Linked DNA regions of Cricetulus griseus: region 1 is linked to region 2. A link is a contact called in public Hi-C data. All regions are on one chromosome and are shown on one strand. The core of a region is the stretch at or near the end of the contact, and the rest is flanking DNA. Distances in the headings are between cores, read along the strand shown.

Region 1 (6,947 bases), core at 3,014-5,513, 140 kb after region 2:
CAGGGGACAAGCAACTACAGCGGGGACAATCTCTACGAGGCTTTGGGGAGAACAAGGGAAAGGGGCCTGAGAATCTGCGGAGTTGAGACGTTCACTCACGCCCTTCGCATAAGGGGGCGTGGCTTTAGAGATTCAAGACAACGCCCAGACTCCTTAGAAACACACCTTGGAGGCGGTGCCTCGGAACTGGGAGGAGAGAGGAGGAGCTTTGCAGCATTCTCCCCACTCCCTTGAATGGGGCCCATGCCCACAGCAGCCCCAGTCGTGGACGGCAGGCTTCTTGCCTTTGAAAGATTTCTCCTAAAAGCAGTTGTAGGGCTCTGAAGGCTGCTTGATCACCATCAGAGTTAGAGTTTCTATGCAGTCAGGGCCCAGCAGGGTGGCAACAGAAGACAGGGTGGCTTTAGAAACCAGTCAAGGGATCTCCCCTCGGCAATCTACAGCATGTATGCATCATAGAAGTGCCTCTAGTTTTCCCCAGTTGCTGAAAATGATCTTTCCCTCCCGCTGGCGACAATTGAGGACATAATACTGACCTAAAAAGATAGAGTTTTGGATCCTCATAAAGCTTGGGAGCCCTTTTCTAGAAATATGTGTGAGGAGAGTAGGGAAGGAGAAAAAGTGCCACCCTTAAATGTGACTGCCTTAAATGTGACTGGGCCAGGACCACTCTACCCCAGACTACTCTTGGGAATGCACTTGTTCTTCCCTGGTAAGAAAGTCAATGTTTTGGAGCCTCAGGAAGAAGGGAGAAAACTGGAGAACCTACCTGCCCCCCCCACCCAAGTGCCTGTTGCAATAGGGCTTTAAATAGGGTGGGTTGGGTTTAAATAAACAGAATTCAAATGCAGGGAGAAAGTTGGGTGTGGGTGCTTTTCCTGGAATCAGACACCTGCAAGCTGCAAGCTAACATTTCCTGGTCCCGGCAACCAGGCCAGACCACAAAGGCAAATCCGATGGACAGGCTCTCAGCAGAGGTCAATAGACAAGAATTTTCTGTTCATAGGTCAGGAGCAAGCCCCAGTCCAGTGGGTGGGGGCAAAACTGAACCTGTAGGGCCTGGCAGAATTTGCTATGGTGCCACATGCTGTGTGTTTTTTCCCTTTGCACACTCAGGTCCACAGTTTTAAAGGGAAGGGATAAAGACAGGCTGTGGCTTGTGATGGAGTTACAGGATGGCCCAGGAGCATCCAAGGGACAGAAATGGGGTGTGGTTAAGTGGTGGAGGTAGAGTGCTTGCCTAGCATGCTCCAGGCCCTGGCTTCTAGTCCCCAGCACTAATAATAATAATAATATAAATATGCAGATTCCTATACTAAAGAACACATTTTTTCATGTGTCCATGGTCTAGGAGAGAGGGGGCTGTGACTTTCCGTTTTCATCCCACTTCCCACTGAGTCTGTGCTAGGAAGTGATCCAGCCCACCAGGTACTTATGGAAAAGAAGGCATGCACCTGGGGCCTTGTAGAGGGATGTGGAATAGGGTGAGAAGTGGCTCATCTGGCACTGCCAGAAGGATGTCCCCTAGGCTGGATTTCTAGCTGGCCACCATCTTGTTCAAATGTCTTTCATCTGTAAGGTGGCTCTGAGTGAGGTGCTCTCCTTTACAGTGCAAGCCCTTGGTCTCTGAGGCCTCAGGACCCACCCACGTTTGACTCTCAGGGCCTCCTTGTATTGGGGTCACATGAGGCTGAAGAGAAGCCTTGGAGCGGCTCATGTCATTCTTTAGCTGACCCCTTGAGATGACTGACTACATGAGGCCACCCTGTTCATGATGGTTAATGTGTGTGGGATTGCTGCCACCATTCTCAGGGGAACAGGGGACTGTAACTGAGGTTTCTATTTTGCAAAGCACTCCAAGGTATTTTATAAATAGAAACAATAAAAAAGTAAGCAGAAGCTATGAATTTTGTAGAGTTGAGTATGTGTTCAAAGTACTTTGGTGGGGGTGGGGGCTTGATCTGAGGCCCACATGAACTCTGGACTGGGTTCCCTACATGGTGCCTTCCTGAGCCAGCTTTTCAATAGCAAGCAGCCCCCAAGAAACCATCCTGCAGAGAGCGTCTGGTTTTGGAATTCAGAGAAAAAGACCTCTGGAGAACAGATCTGGGTCCATCCACCCACCCGACACTGGCACTCTTGAGTTTGATGGGGTTTGACGAATGGAAAATTGTAAAAGTTGAAACATGCAACAAAAACTGAGCCCTGAATTAATTAAGATTCTAATAGAGGCAAGAGAATGAAGGGGTTTAGATCCTAATCGCCCATGCTTCTGGCCTGGCTTCTCTGAGAGACTGGGATAACTCATGACAAAAAAGAAACAATATTTTCCTGCTAGGGAGGCACCAGAGCCAGCCCAAACACTAGCACCACCATTTCTACCTCAGCACAGGGGTGGTTACCCTGGACCCCTGCATAGGGCAGATGGGACTGGATCCCGAGGGTGTCCCCTGAGATACCAGCCTCTGATCAACCAGTATAACTAACTTTTAGGGAAGCCTAGTCTCCAAAAATGGTCTGGAAGAATACATCCTATCACAGCTGGGCACCTAAGCAGAAATGCAGTCTCCCCAGACTGCAAATGGGGTGAATACAGGGCACCGCACAGCCTCCTTGTAATACCTCTGGGTGGGGAGGGAAGAAAATGTATTCCTCACCCCTACAGCACCCACTTTCCCTTGCATTTGCCTCCTTAGGTGCCCAGTACTCATGAGTAGTATATGTCCTGTGTAGGACCGATCTCCGGGCTGCACTGTCCTCTAGTGGTTGAGTACTGTCTCTACCCCTCAGAATATTCCAAGGAGTCATTTCCTATTCCATAGAAGTGCATGGAGATGGCAAAGACAATAGGCTCAGGCTGCTGCACTGAGGACCACACTCTGGATGGAGTGTGCACTCCAAGGGTCACACTCAAGCATCTCTTCAACATGCAGCCCCTGCTTCGGGGAGTCTTGAGCTCCTCAAGGTCTGCCGCCCAAGGGTGCCCAACTCTACTGTGAACATAGCAAACTGAGGCTCCGAGTGTACTGCAGGGGGTCTTAGCTGCTCCTTTGCCTGGTGAAGGAATGTGCCAGAGCACCTAGAAGGGACAGCAGCTGCACCAGAGGGAAACCACAAAGAGGAGGTCACCTGGGATGGGCTAGAAACCGCAGAAAGAAGATGGCAGTATGGAAGCAGGGCATCATCCACCCTGCTTGTCACAGGACGGAATGTCCCTGTGTTCCTGTCACTAGTGTTTAGCTGTTATTATTTCCTGGCCCCCATCAAACACACATTCACGAGGTTGACATGGGAGAGGCAGCGCCATCTTGCCTGACAGCATTCCTTCCTTACAAACTTCCCATTTGGGTGAAGTTAGGTTTAAGACTTGCAGGGTAGCTATGTTGGGTGAGGTGACATCTCCAGCTGCCAATTACATGATGATTCTATCTGAAAATTTTAAAAAGGAAAGACCTCATGTGGTCAGAACTTGACCTTTCTTGAAGTTATGACTGGGTGAGTGTGAGCTTATTCACCAACTTAAGCTACTTTTACCATCAGTTCCACATTTTCATCACCCCAGGCACCTCAAATCAAGTCCAATCTTCCACACCCTAATCCCCTTCCAGCCTCAGACCTGCTGGTCCACCTCCTGTCTGGATCCGTCTATTCTAGAAGCTTTATAACAAGCTCTCAATGCTTGCCTGTGTGCCAGGCCTTTGTCCCTCAGAGCACCATCGGTTCTTAAGTCCTTCCCTGAAGGCTTAGTCTCTGTGGTGTGGGTGTTCACGGTCCAATTAGCCAGTCATCAGTGGACTGGGGCGTCAATTCTATCCTAGTTGATTAATTAATTAATGTTAACTGTTTCAAGTAATCGTTCCCTCTCTTTTTGCTTCCTTATTCCCTCTTTTCTTCTGCCCTCCTTCTTTTTTCCCTTCTTCTCTCCTCTCTCCCCCCGCCCTCCATTCCTTTCTTTCTCCCTTCCACCCTTTCTATTCTTCCTTCTTTCTTTTCTTCCTTCCATGCTAGCTTCACATTCACAATCCTCCTGCCTCAGGTTTTGAAAGTGCTAGGATTACACAACATCTGAATCTTCCTTGCTTTTGAGTATGGAAAACAAAAAACAAAAACAAAAACAAAACCAACAATTCTCTGTGTAAAATTGCACATAAAAATCTTTGAATTTCTTCTTTATTTTCCCATTTTTTGACTTTATTGCTACAGCTCTGCTAGGGACTTTCCTTGGGACTTTCCTCTGTCGCTGATGAGCACACAGAGGAATGCTAAAGCTGACCCAAGGCAGGCTGGTGGGGCCTGAAGCAAGTCAGCTGCATCTGCTTTACTTCTTCCTGCCCCACAGAATCAACTGTCCTTGATACTTGTGGGTGGACTGAGGGGACCCTAGAGAACATAAAAATGGTCGCATTTGGGCAGGAGTTTGAGAACGGCTCAATGGGCCTGGCTTGTGGGGTAGAAGTGAGGAAGTGAAAGAGACATCAAGGGTCCCTCACCATCTGGGATGGGGACAGGGCAATGAGTGCCTGGATAACTAAGTCAGATGTTATAGTCCTTTCCTCTAACCCTGGGACTAGCACACACTGGCACTTCAGTGGGGAAGCTTTGTCTCTGCAGGAGCCCTGCAGGTGTCAGGTGACAATTAGCTCAAGTACCCTACCCACTGATGCCGAGGAGGTGGAGTGGCCCCGGGTCTCCTGCCTAGGTTCTCTGATGGCCTACTTGGTGTGGGCAATCTTTTTGTACACCATGAAGATGTGTCTCTGCCAAGGCACCTTCTGATTGGCTTAATGAAGAGCTGAATGGTCACTAGCTAGGCGGGAGAAGATAGGTGGGACTTCTGTTCAGAGACAGGAACTTTGGGAAGAAAAGAGGGGGATTTGGCCTTCAGACAAGCAAGAAGTGGGGTGCACAGTACTGAGATTGACATGGGAGAGGCAGCGCCATCTTGCCTGACAAAATGTAGATTAATATAAAGATTAATTAAACTTAAGTTATAAGAGCTAGGCTGGGTGGTGGGGGCCCTTGCCTTTAATCTCAGCACTCGGGAGGCAGAGGCACAAAGATCTCTGTGAGTTCAAGGCCAGCCTGGTCTACAGAGCAAGCTCAAGGACAATCTCCAAAGCTACAGAGAAATCCTATCTCCAAAAACAAACTAACAAACAAAAAAGTTATAAGAGCTAGTTAGGAGAAGTCTCTGTGTCATTATTTGGGAGCTGGTGGTCCAAAGAAAATCTGACTACATTTGGTGTCCAACATGGAGGCCCATAAATCAGCTACGAGCAGCTGATTTGATACTCTGGGGGAGCCTAGGTAGAAACGTCTCCCACATTTCAGCCTAGCGACTTCCCAGAGCTGGGGTAGATAAACAGCTCCCAGCAGGTGCCTATGGGCATGAGGCTAGGCTCTCATGGAAAGGCAAACAGTGGCTGAACTAGTAGGTTAGCCTGACAAATCTGAGAGGGGCAGAGCCAGCCACCAGCTCCATATGCTAAGCAGAGTCCCACAGAGGGTAGCCTGACACTTTAAGGCTGGGCTCAACACAGGTAGAGAGCCACATAAAAAGTCAGGTTCAAACAAAGAAAACCTCTGAACAGATACAGTATGACTGAAAATGTGTTTAAGTGCTGAAGAAAGAAAAGAAAATTGGTAAAGACAGACATAGAAAAACAATAAATAGTTTAAAAATAATAAAGTAAATAGAATAAAGTAATATAAAAAGAATGAGCCATGTAAGGATGGGAAATATTATAATACAGGATGCCTGGATCCTAGACAGTGCTTTATTAATTTAAAAATTTCAAATGCTAATGAGCTAAAAACAACAACTACTGAGAGACATTAGATTGTGGAAAAACTACCAAATTAAATCATCTTATATATTTTCAGGATGTCTTAACTTCAGAATACAAGCCAGGATATGTGTTGTATTGGGGGAAAGGTTATGCCTTTGTTTCCACAGGAAACAAAAAACTATGGATTTCCTCAAAATTAATAAAGACCAGATTTGACTGGGATAAACCTCCTGAAAAATCTTAGCTGAAGACACAAAGGAAGAAACCAAGAAAAATGACAAGACAGGTGATGTATATGCTGATCCCTCTACATCAGAACATCTCAGCCAGGCGTTGATGGCGCACGCCTTTAATCCCAGCACTCGGGAGGCAGAGGCAGGCGGATCTCTGTGAGTTCAAGGCCAGCCTGGTCTCCAGACCTAGTGCCAGGATAGGCTCTAAAGCTACACAGAGAAACCCTGTCTCAAAAACCAAAAAAAAAAAAAAAAAAAAAAAAAAAAAAAAAAAAAAACCAGAACATCTCTGAGACTGGGTGAAACATGTTAATAACATGTTAATGTTTGTTGGCTACAGAATCCTTGTGACTTATTATTGCATGCCATCCTTTCATATGGCATGGATGGAGATTTATATTACAGTTTGGTTGTGCTGCCCAAACAGACATAAAGTTGACAGATGTCTTTTACCTGCTCAACCATAGAAGAGAGAATCATCTTTAGCAGATTGGTGTACACCACAATTCCTTTCTTGTGTTAATGCAGATATGTATATTACCTTTAAAAGTTTGTGTGTTTTCAGAACAAAAGGACCAGACATCAATGAAGACAAGACAAGTAACCCAGGTGGTCCAGCCTCTCAGAATGCCTGTTTCAGTTTCCTCAGAAATCTGCATCCAAAACAACTTCAAACCTGCTAGTTGAGATGGTCTAGCCTCACAGACTACTCCAGCCAGGATTTCATATAAGCCATGCACTTTCCCATCACATGGAGACTGGATAAATGAATAATACAGATTGCTTTCCCAGGACTTGAGCATTGTTCCAATTTTCTCAGTGTCCTCTAAAGATCTTGTCACCCACAGACAACAGGAAGTAATTTTAAGAACACGATGCCCACATTCCCAAGAGGTGATGTGAGTGTTCTTTGGTTGTTCAGTGG
Region 2 (6,533 bases), core at 2,793-5,292:
CTCTGCTGACTTACTATGAGGTACATCCTTCCTGCTAACCCTGGCCACCCTGAGGAACTGCTGACCATAGCCAGCCTACCCTGGAGCACATGGGCTCCTGTGTCCTGAGTGGCATGTCTGGGAACTCATAATACTCACGATTATAACCATTCCTACAGGCCCAGCGAAGCTCCAGATCAGGCTGTCTTGAAGGGACAGCCAGCAGAAGTCAGGGTTCCCATATCCCTGAGGATCCAAGCCAACAGCCAGTCCTGTGTGAGTTGGAGACACAGAGAAGAGTGAGAGCCACAGACCTGGCTGGTCACCCACCTACCCGGGAGGAGAGCTGAAGCCAGATAGGCAGAGTCGTCCAGAGATCTCAAACTACCCTTATCAGAGATCAAGGAGACAGAGAGAAATACTTCTAAACTCCTTAAATTAAGTCAGGGGCTGGCTACTCTCTGTGACCAGGAGGCAGCCACTGCCTGTAGCTAATAACTTTATTTGCCTGAAGGTCCTTGGGCATAATCTTATGACCTTTTAAAAGATGTATGTTTTAAAAAATAAATAAACTTTGAAATAAACTGTGAACTGCTTAGTTCTGGATTGCAAACCCTCAGGAACCAGTGGCATTTCCCATTCAGAACTCAACAGGCTGCTGGGGAGGCCTCACACTGACACCTCAAGATGGCTTTTACACTGAGGCACAGACATCATTTTCTAGGCATCCCTCATGCCAGTATTCTCATAATGACATCTGACCTTGTAAGAGAGACCACCTCCATCAAGCAACACGAGGTGCCTGCCACCCTCCCTCTGCCACCCACATGTCTGAAAGTATGAAAGTCACTCAGGGTCCCTTAGAGTAAGGATGAGTTACATTAGAACCTAATGAGTTACGTTAGGGGCTTTGGAGACCATGCCCAGATGCCTGGAATGCCCACCAGGGTCTGCCGGGAAGGGAGTTCATGCCTCCTGTTGAGAATGGAAGTGTGGGTCTTCCTCAACAGGAGGCAAATGTTGGCTTTCTATAGTTATTGAAAAGTGTAGGCCAGGAACATGCCTTCAATCTCACAACTAGAGAGGTAAAGACAACTGGAGAGGCAAAGACAGGCAGATGTCTGAGTTCAAGGCTAGTCTGGTCTACAGAGCGAGTTCTGGGACAGCCAGGGCTACACAGAGAAACCCTGTGTCGAAAACCAAAGAAAGAAAGAAAAGGTGTGACAAGGAGGTATGTATAAGACAGTCAATAGCTGGGAGTCATCCAGTTGTTATGTTGACTGATCACAGTCATGCCCTTCCATCCGTCTGCACACTCACTGGCCCACCCTTAGTGATCTATTTCCCACCTCTTCACTCACACCTACTCGTCCTGTGACCAACTGAGCACTGCACAAAGAACCCCAAGTACCCTGGCCCAGCAGCTCACACCTGACCAGAGAGACCCATCTCCTATGGGCTGGGAGTAGCTACTCTTCTATCCACAGCTAAATACAGAGGGCCAGGAGAAAATGAGGACAGATGGTTCAGGGGAAATCTGTATTTTAACACAGGTCACCTGAGAGAGCTGCCCTGTGTCCTTACCTGTGACAATGGCAGGGATGCCCCAGCCCACCACATGGTAGAACCTCATGGGCCCAGTGTCGATGTTTCGCACTTCTGTGAGCATGCGGTAGACATGCAAGTTCTCCACCAGGGTCCAGGCAAAGGTGCTCATGGAGACATAATGCAGGAGGATGGCGACCACTGTGCAGAGAAACTGGGTGGAGAAGGGCAAGCTCAGCAGACAGTTCCAGGGCCCTGGGATGGCTAAGGGGCAGGCTGGCAAGCACCCTCTGAAACTGCAGACGGAGTCCAAACCTAGGGGTGACCTTCAAGTGACCAAATCAGGCTATTCTGCAATGGCAGGGGCTCTAGTGTCTCCAAAGGGCAGCAGAGCTCCTCTCCCGTGTGATTCAGCTGAACAAAGCGGACACTGCATCTCTCCTGATATAGATGGTAGAAGAAGGCATGGGAGAGCCACCCAAGAGCCCCTCCTCAGGCTGGGGTCACAAGACACAAGCACTAGTCTTCCTGAGAGCCTGGAAATAATGTATTTTTTGAGAGCTGATTCTAATCTTCAAATACTGACTCCAGGCTTAATGAAAACACTATGGAGTTGTATTCACTCAGGCTGAAAAGTCCCAAGCTGGGACCTCGGCCTGTGCTCCCAGAACTGTCACCTCATGGTTTCTACAGCCAATGGGTATAGCCAGGGGCTGGGGGCCACTTCCTCCAGGGCCCTCTCTGTCCAGTAGGAACAATGTCTTGATTTTTTTTTCTGCTAATCCAAGACCAGGGAAGAAGGGGACTGTCCCACCTGTGTGCCTTTACCTGGACAGGGTTGTGTGTCAGGCCAAAGGCCAAATGCTACAAATGAAACTTCAATATACTGGCTGGCTGAAGGATGGCATACCTTCAGTAGTGAGTCTGCTGGGGAAGCCAGCTCTTCCTGTCTGGGTACAGAAGACCCAGCAGTACCAGGAAGAAGACAGTGAGAGGAAGGACCAGGGATGCTGGGCTCCCACACTTCAGCCTAGGGGGCTTTAGTATACACCCAGCTCAGGTGGTTGGCAATGGGACCTGAAGATGTGGTCCGGGCAGCTGCTTGTGGGTCTTTCCAGAGGACCTGCCCTAGACCGGGCTTCCAGGCCAGGCGGCTGGAAGGCGATAGCAAGTTCCCAACAGGAAGTTAAGGAGGACAGGGTGAAAAATGAGGGGGAAGGGAAAGGAAGGTATTGGATTAAAGTCTCTTTATTTCCAAGCACAGCCGGGTGAAACACAGGCCAGAGCTAGGTTAAGAACCCAGCCAGAGCAGCCAGAACAAAGAGAGCGCGCGGTCCCCACGTGCAGCCTTTTAAGAAGCCCCTCTTACGTCATCCCGGCTTTCCTTCACCCCGCCCTTATGGGCGAGTCCCCAGGTCCACCTGGTACCTGCCCCAGGTCCATTGGGCGGGGCTAGGGTTACTCCCTACAGGAAGGAGATGAATATGGCTCTATTCAAGTTGGCCACCTGGACAAGCTAGCCCTACCTCGAGCCACAACCCTAACCACAGCCACAACTGACCCTCACACAGCTGGGCCAAACTCACAGCAGGATTCCACTCTGGTCACAAGCCCCACAGATGTCCACAACCTTATCAAAGCCCACTGCTGACCACACAGATGGGACCCACACTGGCAGGTACAGTCCTATGCTCTGCCCTTGACTATCAGCCAGCCTCAGTGTCTTCTTTGGGAAGAGGAGGAGGAGGAGGAGAGCCACCACTCAACCTCCTTCTAGATGTGGCTATGTTCAAATACCAGGTCACTGCACTGAGGGAGGTCAATAGAACACAGACTGGAGGGGTCCATGACAGAACCATCTGCTGCCAGGTCAACCTCCAAAGGCCAGGTGCTCTCCGGAAATGACACTGAAACAGTACAATGGAATTATGTGAACATGAACACTTGTCACCTACACTGCAAAGTTGAAGACAAAACAGTGCTACATCTGGGCCATGCCCTCTGCTGGCAACAGAATGCCAGCCTCAAGGGGCGAGCTTGAGCTGGATTAACACCACACCATATGCCATTTCCTGAGTGGGAATTTCAGCAGGTTCAATTGGAGGGTGAGGGTGAGAAGTTTGGCTGCTTTTTTTTTTTTTAAATGGCGCAAAAGTAAACCCTCAAAACAAAACAAATCACTGTTTGAAAGAAGGGCTAGAAATTGACAGTAGGACCTGGCGAGGTTGGGTGTTCACACGTCTACACTAAACTCGATTTTCCAGAACAGAGCAAACACACACTAAATCATTTCAGCTTGTCAGGCTTCTGGGAGATAAACAGCCTCGCCCAGAGATAGGACTGTGAGTTTAGATAAAATGCAGGCACACTGCCAAGCCCCTGCCACAGCACACCTTCCCAGAATGCATTTCCCTGGTGTGTGCTCACTGGTGCCCGGAAAGCTTTCGTCCCAGGCAGGCGCCGAGTCAGACATGAGTGGTGGCCTCTCTGTGCTCCAGAGGCCATGCTTAGTTGCAGGGAGGTGGCCTGCAGCCATTGACTGTACTTGCCTCTACCTAGACCTTGGAGAAGCACACTTACAGGACCCCAAATGAGTCTTACTGAGCCTTCACCCAGGCTATGCACGTGGAGGAAGTTAGGCCTCCTGTGTCCATGCCTGGGAGGAACAATGTCTGGCTCAGGAAGTGGCAGGGAGGTTTGATCCTTGTCCTTGACCCAACCCTGTGCTTCTGTGAGCCTGCAGGAAAGCCATCAAGTTCATCAATGGGGCTGGGTTAAGGACAGCCCTGAAAACTGTGCCTAGGAGGTGGCAGCGTCTGCCTTCTTTCCTGAGGGGTCTGGCCACTCAGGAAAGTCTCTGTGTTTGCTGGGGAACTCCAGCTTGGCAGCCATCTTCCCCTTCTATCCCAGAGCCGGGCTTGGAGAGCAAGTCTCCATTCCTGGGCTCTATGCTTTGCATCCCGAGTAGCTGTGTCCAGCTGCCACCTACTTATATCATTCCCAGCAGCTGCATCTACCCTCCTCTACCCCAGAGCCCTTAAAACTACCAGCCCCTCCCCCTTCCTGCCCTGGCCTCTGTCCTGACCCCAACTACCAGGCCTGTGTTGGACCACAGAGCTCTGACTGGTTGCCATGGCACTTCAGGGTGTGATACAGCTCCCTCACTCAGTTCCTTGCCAGCCAACAGGTAGGGGTGGGAGGTATTTCTGAATCATCGTAGATTGGATGTATAGTTGCATTTTTATGCCCAAGGGCTCTATCTGCATCCAAGGATGACAAGCATTTAGGGTAAAGTAAAAAGAACCACACCGGTACTAAGTATGCATCATTCTGGTCTCCCTTCACCCTCCTCTAAACAGTGCGGCCCAACAACTAGTCACACAGTACTTGCCTTACATTGCTATCACACAACCCAGGGACGCTGTGACATATGCAGGAGGAGGTACCATGTGCAGATGTGACCTCATCTTTTGGGTTGGTATCCATGGGACCTGAGACAAGTCCACGTGGAAACAGAATGCAGCTATAGTACCCACCCCTGGGAGGCCAGGGTGAGGCTGAAGGAACAGGTGACCACTGCATAGGGACCATCCTGCACCAGAGGCTGCTGCAAGCATGATGGTGTCTAGGTCAGGGAAACCCCTGACCATCTGCATGCCCAAGTGAAGGTCTGCGGAGCTCCTAACACTCCAGGCTGTCAGCCACTGTTCAGTCACAGGTGTGAAACAGCATACACAGAGTGCACACTGTAACAAGTCCAGGGCAGGCAACACACTTAGAATGAATGGGTTAATGGTAGCTCTCACCTCTGGTAGTTAAAAGTCTACATAGTAAAGGCCTCCTTGGCGTCTACAGGGAGATGACACCAAGAGCCAACTACCTATTCCAACTCTACCACCTCCACCTGAGTGGTCCTGTGGGTGATTCCATTTGTCAAGACTGTCTTTCCTGACACATCTGCCTCTCAGATTCAGGAGGTTAATGGGTTAACTCTGTAAGTGAGCTTCTGGCATAGCCCTCATAGGAGCAGAGCTGACCTGTAATTACTGTCCCTCCCCAAATTCCCAACAAGCGGGCTAGACCTCACCTATTTTTTGAAATTCTTACATGGAAATATGGAAAACCACCACTGGCTGGCTGGGACCACTCAAAGTCACAACCCCATTGTGTTCTACAATTTCGCCTTCCATCAAGCCATCAAAGACTTTGACACTGTCAGCAGCAGTGACCTGTGCTGCCTCCTCAGGGCTGCTCCTTTTTTTCCTAAGACATGATCTCTGGACACCAGTCTGTCCCTCCCAGAACCCCTATCACCTAGAGGACAAATGCCACAACCACCAATGAACTATAAAAGCTCCCCAGCCCCACTCCATGTAGCTCAGTCACAGCAGCTCTCCATTCGTTCCCAGACAGATTTAATATGCTCTCAAAGGGATGCCCTGGCCTGGCCTCTCCTCTGCTCCTTACATCTAGATGCTATGGCCAGTGAACAGGAGTGCAGTTGTCTTTACACCCAGGTTGCTGAACTCCCTGAATTGTGCACAGGTTTTATCGGCAGGTTCTTTCAGAATTTTCTGTGGACTCCAACATGCCAGTCAGGCCATCTGTTAAGAGTTTTTATTCTCTCTACATGCAGCCCCGTTGAGGCCCTCCTCCCACACCTTAGTGAATAAAAGATTGTAGTTAAGGCAGGTTCCTGCCATTAGGAACCACAGCCAAGACTGTCCACTGTTCCCTGCTATGCTAGTGTGTTTGTGTGCCAGTCCTTGTCCTAGGTTAAGGAGTTTCCTTTTCTAGTTTGTTCAAAGAGGATTTTATCCTGCCCCCTTCTTTCTACTCATGAAAGAGTGTAAAAATTATCAATTTTTTCTGCATTAAGAAAAATATTTTATCCTTAAATATAGTGGTTAGAAGACCTCATACCAGAGGCCCTAGGTTTGTTCAACCCCCAACACTGCCAAAATCAGGTAGTGCGTGTATGCGGGTCTACATTTCCAAACACTCCAAGG

Evidence for each region. A called contact is a pair of places that touch in the nucleus more often than the background predicts.
Region 1: a Hi-C map of fibroblasts shows a contact between it and region 2, with 7 times the contacts expected there. The contact joins two enhancer-like sites. A contact is called at or near these places in 5 of 8 Hi-C or Micro-C datasets (the CHL-YN cell line, the CHO-K1 cell line, fibroblasts and 1 more).

What each region holds. Positions count from the first base shown.
Region 1 is chr2:382,848,253-382,855,199 of CriGri-PICRH-1.0, forward strand. No RefSeq gene overlaps it. Among named protein-coding and RNA genes, the nearest start is that of Celsr1, 4.6 kb to the left of the region's middle. Within about 2 kb of position 4,264, at least 1 of the 6 cell types and tissues checked has open chromatin away from gene starts, as enhancers often do.
Region 2 is chr2:382,706,544-382,713,076 of CriGri-PICRH-1.0, forward strand. It overlaps Celsr1 (cadherin EGF LAG seven-pass G-type receptor 1), which reads right to left. Exons shown (of 36, transcript XM_035440807.1): 26 at 1,564-1,738; 27 at 139-251. Among named protein-coding and RNA genes, the nearest start is that of Trmu, 24 kb to the left of the region's middle. Within about 2 kb of position 4,043, at least 1 of the 6 cell types and tissues checked has open chromatin away from gene starts, as enhancers often do.